4 separate regions of the Mus musculus genome follow, and regions 1, 2 and 3 are each linked to region 4. Evidence: chromatin contacts called from public promoter capture Hi-C data. All regions are on one chromosome and are shown on one strand. Each heading gives the region's core, a stretch centred on a gene start, on an enhancer-like site or on the middle of the called end of the contact. The rest is flanking DNA. Distances are from core to core; before and after follow the strand shown.

Region 1 (3,203 bases), core at 75-2,574, 1.0 Mb before region 4:
TCTTATAGGATCATTATTAAGACTTAAGTCATTTATTTTTCTACGTAGCATCACTATAAGCTAGTACATCTTAGTGAATCTGCAGAGATCTGCTCCAAAGGGCTGTGCTATTACTTACTGATTATTATGTATGTTTAATAATAACAGGAAAACATATTAATAGCAGGACTCTTTCCTAAAATGAGTCCCTTACAGCCTTGCTTAATAAGGGCTCACCTGTTGCAGATTATATAATAATCTGAAGCAGGCCATTTCAGGATGATCACCTGCTAGTATTTAGCTTGTCTCATTATGGCTTCTGACATCTCTTCCCTTTGAAATATAAATGAAGCGTATATATTTCCCTTAGAGCAGTCCTGATAGAAGACCCTAAGTGCTTGAAGATGGCTGGAAGAAGAAACAGAAGGAAAATAACTAATCCTATAATAATTCCCAAATTTAAAAGAGAATTCCATAAAGAAAAAAGTTTAATTTGTGTGTGTGTGTGTGTGCTTAAGAGAACTATAAAGCAAAATTGGACATCCAAATGTCAATGGTTCTTAAGGGCTAATCTTTGTAATTTTCTGGTCTTGTACGACTTTAACAAAAATCACTGTTTCTGCTTTTGTAAACAAAAGCTTGCTTTGTAGGAGTAACAAATGCTCATAACCTCTAAACTCCCTATTTGTATCTGTTTATTTATCTATTTATTTATATATTTTGGTTTTTCAAGACAGGGTTTCTCTGTATAGCCCTGGCTGTCCTGGAACTCACTCTGTAGACCAGGCTGGCTTCGAACTCAGAAATATGACTGCCTCTGCCTCCCAAGTGTGCCACCACTGCCTGGCTTCTATTTGTATTTTTAACATAATGGATTAGAGCAGTTTTTAAAAATCCTTTCTCAAAATTATATATATATATATATATATAATAAATATATACACACACACACACACACACATACATACATCACGATTGGAGGGCAAGGGTGCAGAAACCAGATTCAGACAAGTAATCTCACAGTGAGCAACACAAAGTCCTGAGAAGGTCTTGAGATGCCTGTCAACCCTTAGGGTGTCAGACTTATCCATGGCGTCGCCTTTTCTGTTAGAGCTGGTGGAGATGGCTATCACAGGTTCAGAGAGGCACTGAGAACCTTCTCCGGCAGCGGCAGCGGCAGCGGGTAGCATCCCGGCTCGGCTCAGGGAGCACCACTCAGAGCTTACAGGGCATCCCGCCTCTTACATCTTTCACCTATGTGCTGCCTTCTCTGAATCTGATTGGCTGGAGAGGCTACTGCTGTCTCCCGCTGAGTTTAAACCTGACTCCTAGGCTTCGGGAATTGTCGAGGTCCTCAGGCAAGTGTGGGCACCCACAGCTGAAGGGGTCGCCAGGCTGCGGGGATAGCGAGGCCTGCGGAGCCCGAACCCTTCTCAGCAGCTACTCCTGGCACCTCCTGCAGCGGCTTGGAGGGCCCGGACGCTGAGGCCGGACGCGGTGCTGGCTTTGGATCAGGGCGCTAACCTCTGTTCTGCCTTTGAGCTCCTAGCTGGGCAGACGGTCACAGTAGCTTTCAGGTCAGTATTGGGAGGGAAAGGGATCTAGGTCCCCGTGACCAGGTCTGAAAAGGCTGCTTGCGTGTAGATACGGATGCTATCTCCAGGCAGGGCCTCTGCCTAGCTTGTTTAGAACAGAACTAAAAGCTTGGCTCAGATCTGGGTATTGGGAGCTGACACTTAAGGAATAGAGAGGCGCTATAAGCTAGGGGATGGCATGGCGGGGGGGGGGGGGGGGTCCACGGGAGGGAGGAAAGGAGAGTTGTTCCATCAGGGTCTGTTTATTTCCCCGCCCTGGGAAGTGGGGTCAGAGGATAAGAAGAGGTCACAGCAGAAGATCTGCCACACAGCTGTGGATGAGTCTGGGGCATTTGAAGTAGGGAAATTTGAAGATCTGCAGTTAGCCTCCTTGCTTCTCTGCTCAGATTGCGAGGTGAAAACCAGCATTTAGCCTACCTACTTCCCTGCAGTTTTACGTTTTCCTTTGGGCAAAACTTCAGAAAAATTGAACTTTAATGTTGAAATGTTGGGAGGAAACTTCCTCCCTGTTGCAGAAATTCATCCCCCAAGCCATCTTCTGTCAATTGCTTGACACCTTTCTTTCCACATCTGCTTAATGCTTTCAAACATGACCATTTTAACATGGGGCAGATTGTTTTCTACTGAAAAGTCCTTTCATGTCTTCACATTTATTTACTTAATTTTACCTGTAATTCATTTTTTACACTCCATATTCTATTCCCCGCCCCTCCCCACCCTTCAACTGCTCCACATTCCACACCTCCTCCACACCCCACCCCACCCCATCTCCACGTGGATACCCCCACCCCAGCTGACCTCTAAACTCCCTGGGGCCTCCAGCCTCTTGAGGGTTAGGTGCATCATCTCTGAATGAACACAGACCTGGAAGTCCTCTACTGTATGTGTGTTGGGGGTCTCATATCAGCTGGTGTATGCTGCCTGGTTGGTGGTCCAGTGTTTGAGAGATCTCCAGGGTCCAGATTAATTGAGACTGCTGGTCCTCCTACAGGATCATCCTTCTCCTCAGCTTCTCCCAGCCTTTCCCTAATCAAACAACAGGGGGCAGCTGCTTCTGTCCATTGGTTGGGTGCAAATATCTGCTTCTGATTCTTTCAACTGCTTGGATCTTTCAGGGTGCAGTCATGATAGGTCCCTTTTTGTGAGCGATCCATAGCCTCAGTAATAGTGTCAGGTCTTGGGACCTCCCCTTGAGCTGGATCCCACTTTGGGCCTGTTGCTGGACCTTCTTTTCTGTAGGCTCCTCTCCATTTCCATCCCTGCAATTCTTTCAGACAGATACAATTATGGGTCAGAGGTATGGCTATGGGATAACAACCCCATCCCTCACTTCCTGCTGGAGGTGGACTCTATAAATTCCCTCTCCCTACTGTCAGGCATTTCATCAAAGGTCCATCCCTGTGAGTCCTGGTAGTTTCTCACCTCCCATCTGGTGCATTCCAGTCCCCCAACCTCCTATTTCCTGAGGTTGCTTGTTTCCATTCTTTCTGCTGGCCCTCAGGGCTTCAGTCCTCTTCCCTCACCCAATACCAGATCAGGTTCCCCTCTCCCCCTCCCTACTCCCCCCCCCACACACTTTCCCTCCCAAGTCCTCCCTTCCCTCCCCACTTATGATTGCTTTCTTCTCTC
Region 2 (3,175 bases), core at 555-3,054, 1.0 Mb after region 4:
GGAAATTTGACCATGCTCCAATAGATTATTTTCTTCTTCTCTTCTTCTTCTTCTTCTTCTTCTTCTTCTTCTTCTTCTTCTTCTTCTCCTTCTCCTTCTCCTTCTCCTTCTCCTTCTCCTTCTCCTTCTCCTTCTCCTTCTCCTTCTCCTTCTCCTTCTCCTTCTCCTTCTCCTTCTCCTTCTCCTTCTCCTTCTCCTTCTCCTTCTCCTTCTCCTTCTCCTTCTCCTTCTCCTTCTCCTTCTCCTTCTCCTTCTCCTTCTCCTCCTCCTCCTCCTCCTCCTCCTCCTCCTCCTCCTCCTCCTCCTCCTTTTTCTTCTTTGTCTTCTTCTTGGAAAAAAACCCACAAGGTTGAGCGCTGGATCTGGGAAGTCTGGGATAGGAATGCGATAGGGGTACATTATGTAAAACTCCCAAACAATAAAAATGTTGGAAATTTTTTAAAAAGAAAAAATATATACAAATGACTAATACGTTTTCATGATGTAAATGAATGATTGACATGTCTTCATTTCACATATACTTATTAAGCAATGTTTAGGTCTGCAGCAATCCAGGGATTAAAAAGCACAAAGCCATTTATTAATGTGAAAATGTAATGAAATAAATAGGACATGTGAAATACCACTAGGAAGTGGGATAGCTTGAGAGGCAGAGATATGCACAGTTCTGAGTGAAAAGCCAGCTTAGTCTACATAGAGATTCCAGGCCACTTAGGGCTACATAGTGAAACCCTATCCCTAAATAAATAAATAAAAGATAGATGGATGGATGGAGAGAAAGAGAGAGAGAACGAGAGAGAGAAAGGATAGAAAAATAGGGTTAGTTCTCAAAAATCCAGCAAGACTGCTAAGTAAGAAAGAGAAGAAAGCAGGAAACTCAACAGCTATTGTGTATCTGCTATGGGTTATGCTTGGTGATAACCATATTATGAGGATACGAGCAGACTGCTGCACTTAGATAATGTACATACTACTAGGAAAAGTGTTACAAAGATTCTTACCGGAAAAGAATGTACCCGCAAGAAAGAGATTAAACCCATGTGGTAAGAACAGAACAGGCTTGCAAAATCCTAAAGTCTAAATATGCAAAGCACTGGAGTAGAGCAAGGTTTGGTGTGCCCGGGGAAGGAAGACTGTGCAGTATAAAGGATACTCTACAGTAGCCACATTTCTAGCTTTGAGTAAGTCAGCATAGTGACTGTACAGCAAGCCAATGTAAAAGGATAACGGCAAGTTGCAGAAAGATGGCAGAATATCATCAAAGTAGGAACACAAACCATCCAGCACAAATGAACTAGGGAATCCCCTATAAAGCAAACAGCTGGCAGTCCCAACAGAAAGAGTCTCCAGGCAGAGTGTCCACTGCGGTGATCTTCCAAATGAAAATAACAAATAACAACAGATAGAGCTCATATCCTTTAACTGGCTGCTCATAGCATGTAGCAGATAATAGCCGGAGTTCCCAGTTGAACTTTGTCTCCATGGCTGAGCCTCCAAAGGCTAAATGTCCTAAGTTGAACTTCCCGTTTTTCCTACATGCTGCGATAGCCTTTTGATTTTTAGATCTTTAAATTTTATCCATGTTTGTGTAGGCTTGTTTGTCTGTATATTCACTGTGTGTGTGCAGTGCCTAAAGAAGTCAGAAGTGGGTGCCAGAACCTTTGCAAATGGAGTTAAAGTTGTTTGTGAGCGTTTTGGTATTGATGGCAGGAATGAAACTGGGTCCTCTGCAGGTCCAGCAAATGCTCCTAACTGCTGAGTCATCTCTCCATTCCTTGCTGGTTCTGTAATTTCATGCAACAAACAATTTTAACATGAGTTAGAAACAGTTTACTTTCTAGATCTCCTAAAGGCACAACATTTTTATTGGTTAGACTTTTTTTCCCTCCCTATCCCAGAATTAGAGGGACTAGCTCGACCACAGACAAGGGGTCCCTGGAGGATACTTTGAGATGAACATACTTGGCTTTGAAAAGTGGAGTGAGCACACCTTTACTAGCAGGTTCACCTTCTCAGTCTACACCATACACACCAATTTGGCAGATTATAGTGATATACAATCTTGGGAATTAAGAATAAAAACAAAAATGTAAGGGCTGGAAGTTTACACAGCAGTTGAGAAAACTTGCTACTCTTCCAGAGGACTGGGATTCTGCTCCCAGTACCAACATCAGGTGGTTCACAACCAGCTGTATTGCCAGCTCCAGGAGGATACAGTGCCCCTAGCCTCCACAGATACCTGCACTTAAATGAACAGACCCCACACAGAGAGAGAGAGAGAGAGACACACACACACAAAGACATACACATAATTTAAAATAATTTTTAAACTTTACTTTAAAAACATAAAAGTGTAAATCATCGGGAATAACAAATATCTCAAAGCACCAACTAGAACAAATAAAATCAGATGTCACAAATCTTTAAAGAATATTTCCAGATAAACCATAAACTGCCTTAAAAGGGATTGTGCCTGTAGGTTGCCTATCAGATCTCTGCCCTTACAAGGGCAGGAAAGGAGATTGCAGTAGAGAGAAGGGGAGAGACTTCAATCCAGATAACAAGTGCACTGAAGGACAATTAATGAGAGATCCAGTGTATTGTTCAAAGGCAGAAAGCAATCCACAGGAAGACTTCTCTGTAAGTATGCAACCAGGGTTGGAAGAGGAAATGGAGATTTCAGAGCTGGAAGTCAGCTAGCTGGCTTAGACTAAAATAGTAACGCAGCAGAATTGCAAGACATATACTTGAACCCCTGAAGATCTGTATCACATACAAGAGGTCTTCTAACCCCACCGGGTGGAATGTGCTGCTTTCTCTACTTTCTTAGTCTGACCAAAAGATAGACAGCTTCACTGTAGGTCTCTGCCCAAGGACGCACTTCAACAATCCCAAAATGTGACTTACAAGCACCAGTTCACATACACACACACACACACACACACACACACACACAGAGAGAGAGAGAGAGAGAGAGAGAGAGAGAGAGAGAGAGAGAGAGGGAGAGAGAGACTCACTCACATCCCCATTCCTCACTTGGGAGTGCAGATCCTAGACATACACAAGAGGGAGTGGAGGAGAAGGGACAGAGTTCAGAGCTCAAGGAGGATGTTTGCGGAGACGCTGGACCTTGGAGTCCACCTGTCAGAGTTTCCAACATGTTGGTTTCTACACA
Region 3 (3,012 bases), core at 266-2,765, 1.3 Mb before region 4:
AGAAATTTCGAAAGCAGTGTCTTTACCTCCTTAGCAAGCTTTTTTTTTTTTTTTTTCTGTTTTTTCTTTTATGTTTTATCTATTTAAACCCGCGGTCTGGGTCTGCTCTGTATGTCAGGATTAGATGTTTAAGATCTACAGGCAGAGGTCATCATTGTAGTGGTCATCAAGAAACTCCAACTTTGCCAAGCGAGAAACAATCACCTCCAGTCTACCTCCTACCCTTTTCCTTCAAGTAGAAAACAGTATGTTGTCCAGATTATCTGCTTGCTTTTCTGCAGCAAGTATAGAGTAGTCGCATCTCCAAGCCAAAGGTGGTTTTTTCCTATCCTAAGAGAGACAGATAGGCAAAGACAGACAGACAGACAGACAGACAGACAGACAGACAGACAGAGGATTCCGATATTCATGGCTCCCTGGCTCCTTACTTTTGCCTAAATGGCTACTTGGAATAGAGATGGGTTCCTCTAATAAAGATACAAAGGCACCAGAAGACAGTCCCTGCTAAAGTGACAGTAAAAGATATTGTTAGAAAAGGAAAGCTCTCAGCTCTCTGGGCTCCCGGAAGCTTGGGGGTGGGGGAAGTCGTCTCACCTATTTTGGAAACTACTTACAGATGTGGGGAAACCTCGGAATTGCTCACACCAGGGGCTTTTTTGCAGAGATTTCCTCTGATTTTTTTTTCCCTTCCCCAATTTCCCACAACCTGTGTTTGTCTTGAGTCTGCTAGGCTGAGGAGTGGTTTACCTCTCTGATCCAGCTGCCGGCTCTTACACCCTGTCCTAGGGAGGAAATCAAACAAGTGAAGCCGAAGGGTACTAGGAGGCGCTGGGCATGGGCGCCAGAACTGTCAGAAAATTTGCGAGGCGAGTATTCCAACTTCCCTTCCTGCGCCCACGTGAGCCCTAGCTCCAGCCCATCAGCGAGGGCTTAGCGTTTCCTGCTGGTGCGATCTGGAACTCGATTTTTTTTAAAAAAAATTAATTTCTCTAGTTCTTAGTAAAACTTTGTTGGTTAGGAGACTGCCTTTGCACAGATGCCTGTTTTCTTACCCAAACAGAGAAAGGTCAGATACTTTTCCTTCCACTCTTGAGGTAGGAAGGTTAAACAGCAGCAAGGGAAAGAAACACACATCGCCTATTTATCTGGGGGTGGGGTGGGGGCAAGATAGAGAGATTTGCAGCGAAGTTGTCACGATCCCTCGCGCCACCCCCGGTCTGGCGCTCTGCACTGACACGTACCTCATCTATTAATTGCTGTTCGTGGACGCAAATGCGGAATGCATTCGGTTTTTTATCTTTAGTAAAATAGAAATGGAAATGTCAGCGCGCTCGTGTCTGTTTGTTTGTATAAGGCTATCAAACGAAGTCAGAGAGGAGGCTGTGGCCCGGATCCTGACCCTGATTGTATGAATAAGTAAGCAGGATGCGAGTGATTGGGTTAGATGCTGCGAAGATTTTTTTTTTTTTCAAGTTAGGAAGAGGGTAAAAAGACAGCCTAGAGGGGGGGAAAGAGGCACTCCAAATCCTCACACCCCTTTGCTCTCCGGGCAGTCGGGAGCTTCCCTAGCTTCGGCAGGCTTTTAAGGTCTGGCGGCGTAGAAATGCCTATCCCCCACCCCCTTCCTCGGTCTCCCCTTTCAGTTCAGATGTGCTGATGTGCAGACCGGATTCATCTTCCCCGAGCAGCGGCGGTGGCAGCGGCGGGCGCAGGCGGCTGCAGCTCGCTCTCGGCCGCGGGGTCCTGACAGCGGCGGGGGCGCGGCGCGGGAGCCGGAGCTCCGGTGGCAGCTGAGCCCGCCGTGCGCCTCTCGCCGCGGCCGGTCGTGATCGCGGGAAGTTCGACCGCTGGAAGGACGACCTAGACCGAGCCGGGTTGGCTGCGGCTGCCCTGCGCCGAGCTCCTCACCTGCCTTCCGCCCACCCGCGGGCCCCCGGCCAAGTTCCCCAGCATCCGGGGGAGACAGGGAGACATTTGCCCTCTCTAGCGTCCTGAAGACATCCGCATGTCTCCGGACACCTGAACATTCAGGTCTTTCCGAGGAGCTTCCCAGTCGGGATAAGAACACTGTCCCTAGAGCCCCGCATATCCACGCGGCCCTCCGGGTCTGGTCCCCTCCTTTTCCTCTAGGGGAGGAGGATGGGTTTGCAAGCGCTCTCCCCGAGGATGCTCCTGTGGTTGGTGGTCTCGGGTATTGTTTTCTCCCGGGTGCTGTGGGTCTGCGCTGGCCTCGATTATGATTACACTTTTGATGGGAACGAAGAGGACAAAACGGAGCCTATAGATTACAAGGACCCGTGCAAAGCTGGTAAGTGCCTGTCTAAGTTGGGACTGTGGTGCGCTGCTGGGGACCAAGACGTTGGAATCTCCTTCAAGAGGCAATGAGAGCTCACCTGTTTCCTTCTCTCCTGCTCAGCCCCTCCATCGTTGCCCCTCCTCTCTCCCTCTCCTTTTTCCTCCCGGCTCTCCACCCTGCGCGGCGGCCCAAGTTCCCTGGAGTTCTGTGCTAGTAGGATCAGATGCCAAGCACTGGTCCCCCATCGCTTAAGGCAAACGTCCCGTCCTGTAGTTTCTGATCCCTCCCCCATCCCCTGTGAAATTAAACAAGTCATAAACACAGCTGGCTTCTGTGGGTTTTAAATGCCAGCACGCAGCGGGTTCAATGCACCAGGAAGGGACAAGACCTCCGCTGTTCCAGGACGAGGTTTCCCAGAGTTTGTTCATATCCGAGTAGGCAGAGTTTTCCAAAAGGTGGGTGGAGATGGCATCTCTGCCTCTGGACACTCCTTGTTTTACCAAGAGTTTAAGTGTGAGTTCCAGACCAGAAGGGTGTTGTGACAACCTTAAAAGAACTCAGTTGTAGATAAGATCCCAGTTATTTTTCTCCCATTTAAAACTAAATCTAATAATATTTATACCAAGTTGCTACCCCATTCAAATTTGTGTCTTCCTGGAAGTACTCTCCGGAGCTGCAGAGGCACTGACACTCCCTGAAGCCCGCGGGCTCACCCC
Region 4 (3,163 bases), core at 392-2,891:
CTAATCGGAGAAGTTCACTCACAGACTCGGAAAGCACTGGTGATTGAATCAGAGAGGCAGTCTCACAAATGTCATTACAAGGCTAGACAAGGAATATGAGTCACTCTGCCAGGTCTCAAACCCCTGGGTTTCACAGGGTGAGGTAGGGATGGTATCCAGAGGTCAGAATGTTCTCCTGGGGCATCAGCCTAGTTCAAGGCTCTGGGCACAGCAGCAAATATTCTCATAGGACTCTATTCAGATCAGGTGTGGGTGACTAGTCCTGGCTATTGGCTCCAGGCAAATAAATGTGGGAGTCTCTAAAGCTGGTCGCCTTTAAAGAGCTCTTGAGAAAACTCCCAAGGGAGTCTACAGTTTAACTCTTTCATTGCTGCTCCATTTCCTCCCCATAAGCCCAGTACACACAAGACCAAAGTGTTCCAGGGTAAGTGAATGTAGAAATAGAATCTGATGAACAGTTTTTACGTAATCAGCAGCATTTCAACTTCTGCAGACTGACGCTGCCAAACAACCTCCCACCCTGAGAGAGCAGGCATTTATAAATGTTACATCTTTATATCTCCTCCCTCAAATTCCTTAATGGGCCATTAGTAAGGAGATCGATCCTAGTTACTTTATAGCTAGGCAACAGCACAGGCACCCTGCTGTGTTTACTAGTGCCAGAAACACCATTCAAAAGTTGAGAAGGTCGAAGCTCTACTTTGCAAACATTTGGGGGCGAAAAATTGGGGCAAGGTGAGGTGGAAAGGGGGAAGAGAGAAAACCCGGTGTGACCTAACTCAGAAGCATATGTAACAAGCAAATTCCTACTTAAGCTATCTGGGGGGGAGTGGAGACTGCTAAGTTCTACAGTTACAGGATACAAGCTTTAGCACCCCAACTCGCCCCAACCCGGGTTCCTTAGAAAACCGAGCCCCTTCCCCACCTCTGGCGGCCACAGCAAATGCCAGCTCTGGAGCTAAATGCGCTTGGCTGGAGATGGGTGCGCATCACTTACGTCTCGGAATTTGTTCCACTGTCCGACTTCCTTGTCATACTGAGAGATTGTCGTGAGCCATTGTTTTTCGTCCAGAAAATTACCGCCGTCCGACCGCCCCCCGGCCACAGCCACCGCCGCGGCAGCTGCAAGAGTCTGGCTGCACCAAGCCGCTGCACACACACACAATAAGGCTGACACCTTGAGCATCTGGGAAGGAGACACAACCACGGGTAGGGAGCAATGTCAGAGACCGGGTGCGAAGATGGGGGCGCCCCTGGAAGGCATGCATCAGCGAGGACGGGTTGGAGAGAAGGGGAGACGAGCAGGGACAGGGGTGTCCCCTTCCAGGAGGCTTCACCCCCAAACCAGGGCACTCACACACACGCAGACCCAAGGGAGAAGAAGAAGGGGTCTAAGGGAGGAAGCCCCAAGCAGCTAGAGTCCCAGCGGCCAGATAAAACGCTTGCCGGCCCATCACCTTGTTGAGAGCGGGCACGGAGCTCGCAGCTCCTGATGGAAAAGCAGCCCGGCTCTGGCAACTCGCTTCTTGCTGGAGCTGCTGCACGCGCCGCCGTCTCAGCCGTCCACTCAGCTCCCTGCGCCCGGCGCTCCCCCCATCCCACCCTCCCCGCGCCTATCCCTCGCCAGCTCCCCTCGCTTCACCCCTCCCTCCCCCACCTCCTTCCTCCCCTCCTCCTATCCCACCTTCCTCTCCCTGAATCCCAGCTGCAGCAAGTTCCGGATGCGAAGCCTGGCTGGAGCCAGAGGATGCAGTAGGCTCCTCTCCTAGGAATCCCTTGCTTTCTAACCTCTTGCCTCCAGAAAAGGTTCTCATGTTCCAGGCACAACCAGCTCATTCTCTCTTCTCTTGGATTGAATGCCGGTGAAGCAAGGCATCTCCCTCTCTGCTACTCCTGTTTTTCAATTTCAAGGGTGGTCAGGCAGCTATAAGGAAATAGATCAGAAGAAAACTTTATGCATCTCAGAGTGAGAGTCCGTGAGACTTTGCTCTGAACCTGAACTCAGCTCCTCCTTCCTAAAGACCACCATAAGGCCTTGGGGAAGCTCTTCACTGTCTGCAAATGTATGCTCTGAACTTCTGAATTATTTCAGAGCCAAACTCTCTTTAGATTTGGCAGGCAAAGTGTTTGATTTCACCAGCATGCCATGCTCAGTGCACACAACCCGTTTTTCCTTTCTAAAATCCCTCCAATAACTGTGGTGTATGCTACAGTCCTTAAAGCAAAGATAAATAAGCCACCTATGTCAGTCTTCTGAATATAAGCAAACAGCTTTGAGGCCCTAGCTAGGATGTACTTCGAACTTCCACTGATAACAAAAACATTTGCCTGCCCAAATCTATTCTCACACCCTGTGCAGAGCCCAGTGAAGAAATTCTTTTCCTTGTACTTACAGAAAGCAGGTTAATTGAGCAGGGTATGTAAATTGAGAGATTTTTGGAAATCAACAGACTACAAAAGTGTTAGCCATCTGTATTTGAATTACATATGTCAGGCAAGCTACACCTTCCCAAGCTATGACCTTTGTATTTTCTAAAATTCAGGAGGTCTTCATTAGAATAGTGGCAACAGGTGTGTCCCGTATTCTGAGTACTTTGTTCTCACTCGGGTCATAACTTTTAGATGATATTTTAAAGAAATCAAACTGATTGATATTAATTACTAACTTTAAATACAGAATCTAAGGAAGTGTCAATTATTAGCATAAATGATAAAAGTGAAATTTTTAACGTAGTAAGAAGACACTTTCCGATTCCTGGCACACACACACACACACACACACACACACACAAAGAAGGGAGAAAGTTATTACAAATCTACAATTATAATTTACAGACGTATCGACTGATAGCAAAGATGCATCAACAATTTTTGAGAACAGTATCATGTAGTATTTCTATATACTATTCCTAGATACTTAGTTTGCTTTGTTACAAGCAAGCTCAGCATGTGTTATAGCCTTTATGAGTTTTCATTTCTATATCATGAATACTTGGCTGACTCACCCTCCAATGCCTCTTCTGTATATCCCCAGCTTCACCTCTCTACTTCAAAAATTTAAGACCCACATACAGTCCTCTTAATTCAATAAGAATGTCTCATCATGATTTAAAATTATTTAAAAAAAATAAGGATAAGGACCTTAAACCTTATGTACAATGCT

Evidence for each region. Promoter capture Hi-C pulls out the DNA fragments that hold promoters and counts their contacts.
Region 1: a promoter capture Hi-C map of embryonic stem cells shows a contact between it and region 4, with 2.6 times the contacts expected there. The contact joins the promoter of Sgo2b here to the promoter of Spock3 in region 4. A contact is called at or near these places in 5 of 39 promoter capture datasets (the 3T3-L1 cell line, embryonic stem cells, hippocampal neurons and 1 more) and 1 of 9 other capture datasets (embryonic stem cells).
Region 2: a contact with region 4 is called in a promoter capture Hi-C map of hippocampal neurons, with 2.7 times the contacts expected there. The contact joins the promoter of 4930512H18Rik here to the promoter of Spock3 in region 4.
Region 3: a contact with region 4 is called in a promoter capture Hi-C map of frontonasal cranial neural crest. The contact joins the promoter of Tll1 here to the promoter of Spock3 in region 4. A contact is called at or near these places in 2 of 39 promoter capture datasets (frontonasal cranial neural crest and hippocampal neurons).

Annotation. Positions count from the first base shown.
Region 1 is chr8:63,950,291-63,953,493 of GRCm38.p6, reverse strand. It overlaps Sgo2b (shugoshin 2B), which reads left to right and starts at 1,324. Exons shown (of 8, transcript NM_001195687.1): 1 at 1,324-1,556.
Region 2 is chr8:61,909,434-61,912,608 of GRCm38.p6, reverse strand. 4930512H18Rik (a long non-coding RNA gene) reads right to left here and starts at 1,804. Exons shown (of 3, transcript XR_870457.3): 1 at 1,660-1,804; 2 at 1-371.
Region 3 is chr8:64,204,511-64,207,522 of GRCm38.p6, reverse strand. Tll1 (tolloid-like) reads left to right here and starts at 1,515. Exons shown (of 21, transcript NM_009390.3): 1 at 1,515-2,308. The coding sequence starts at 2,140.
Region 4 is chr8:62,949,823-62,952,985 of GRCm38.p6, reverse strand. It overlaps Spock3 (sparc/osteonectin, cwcv and kazal-like domains proteoglycan 3), which reads right to left and starts at 1,641. Exons shown (of 12, transcript NM_023689.3): 1 at 1,458-1,641; 2 at 998-1,186. The coding sequence starts at 1,186.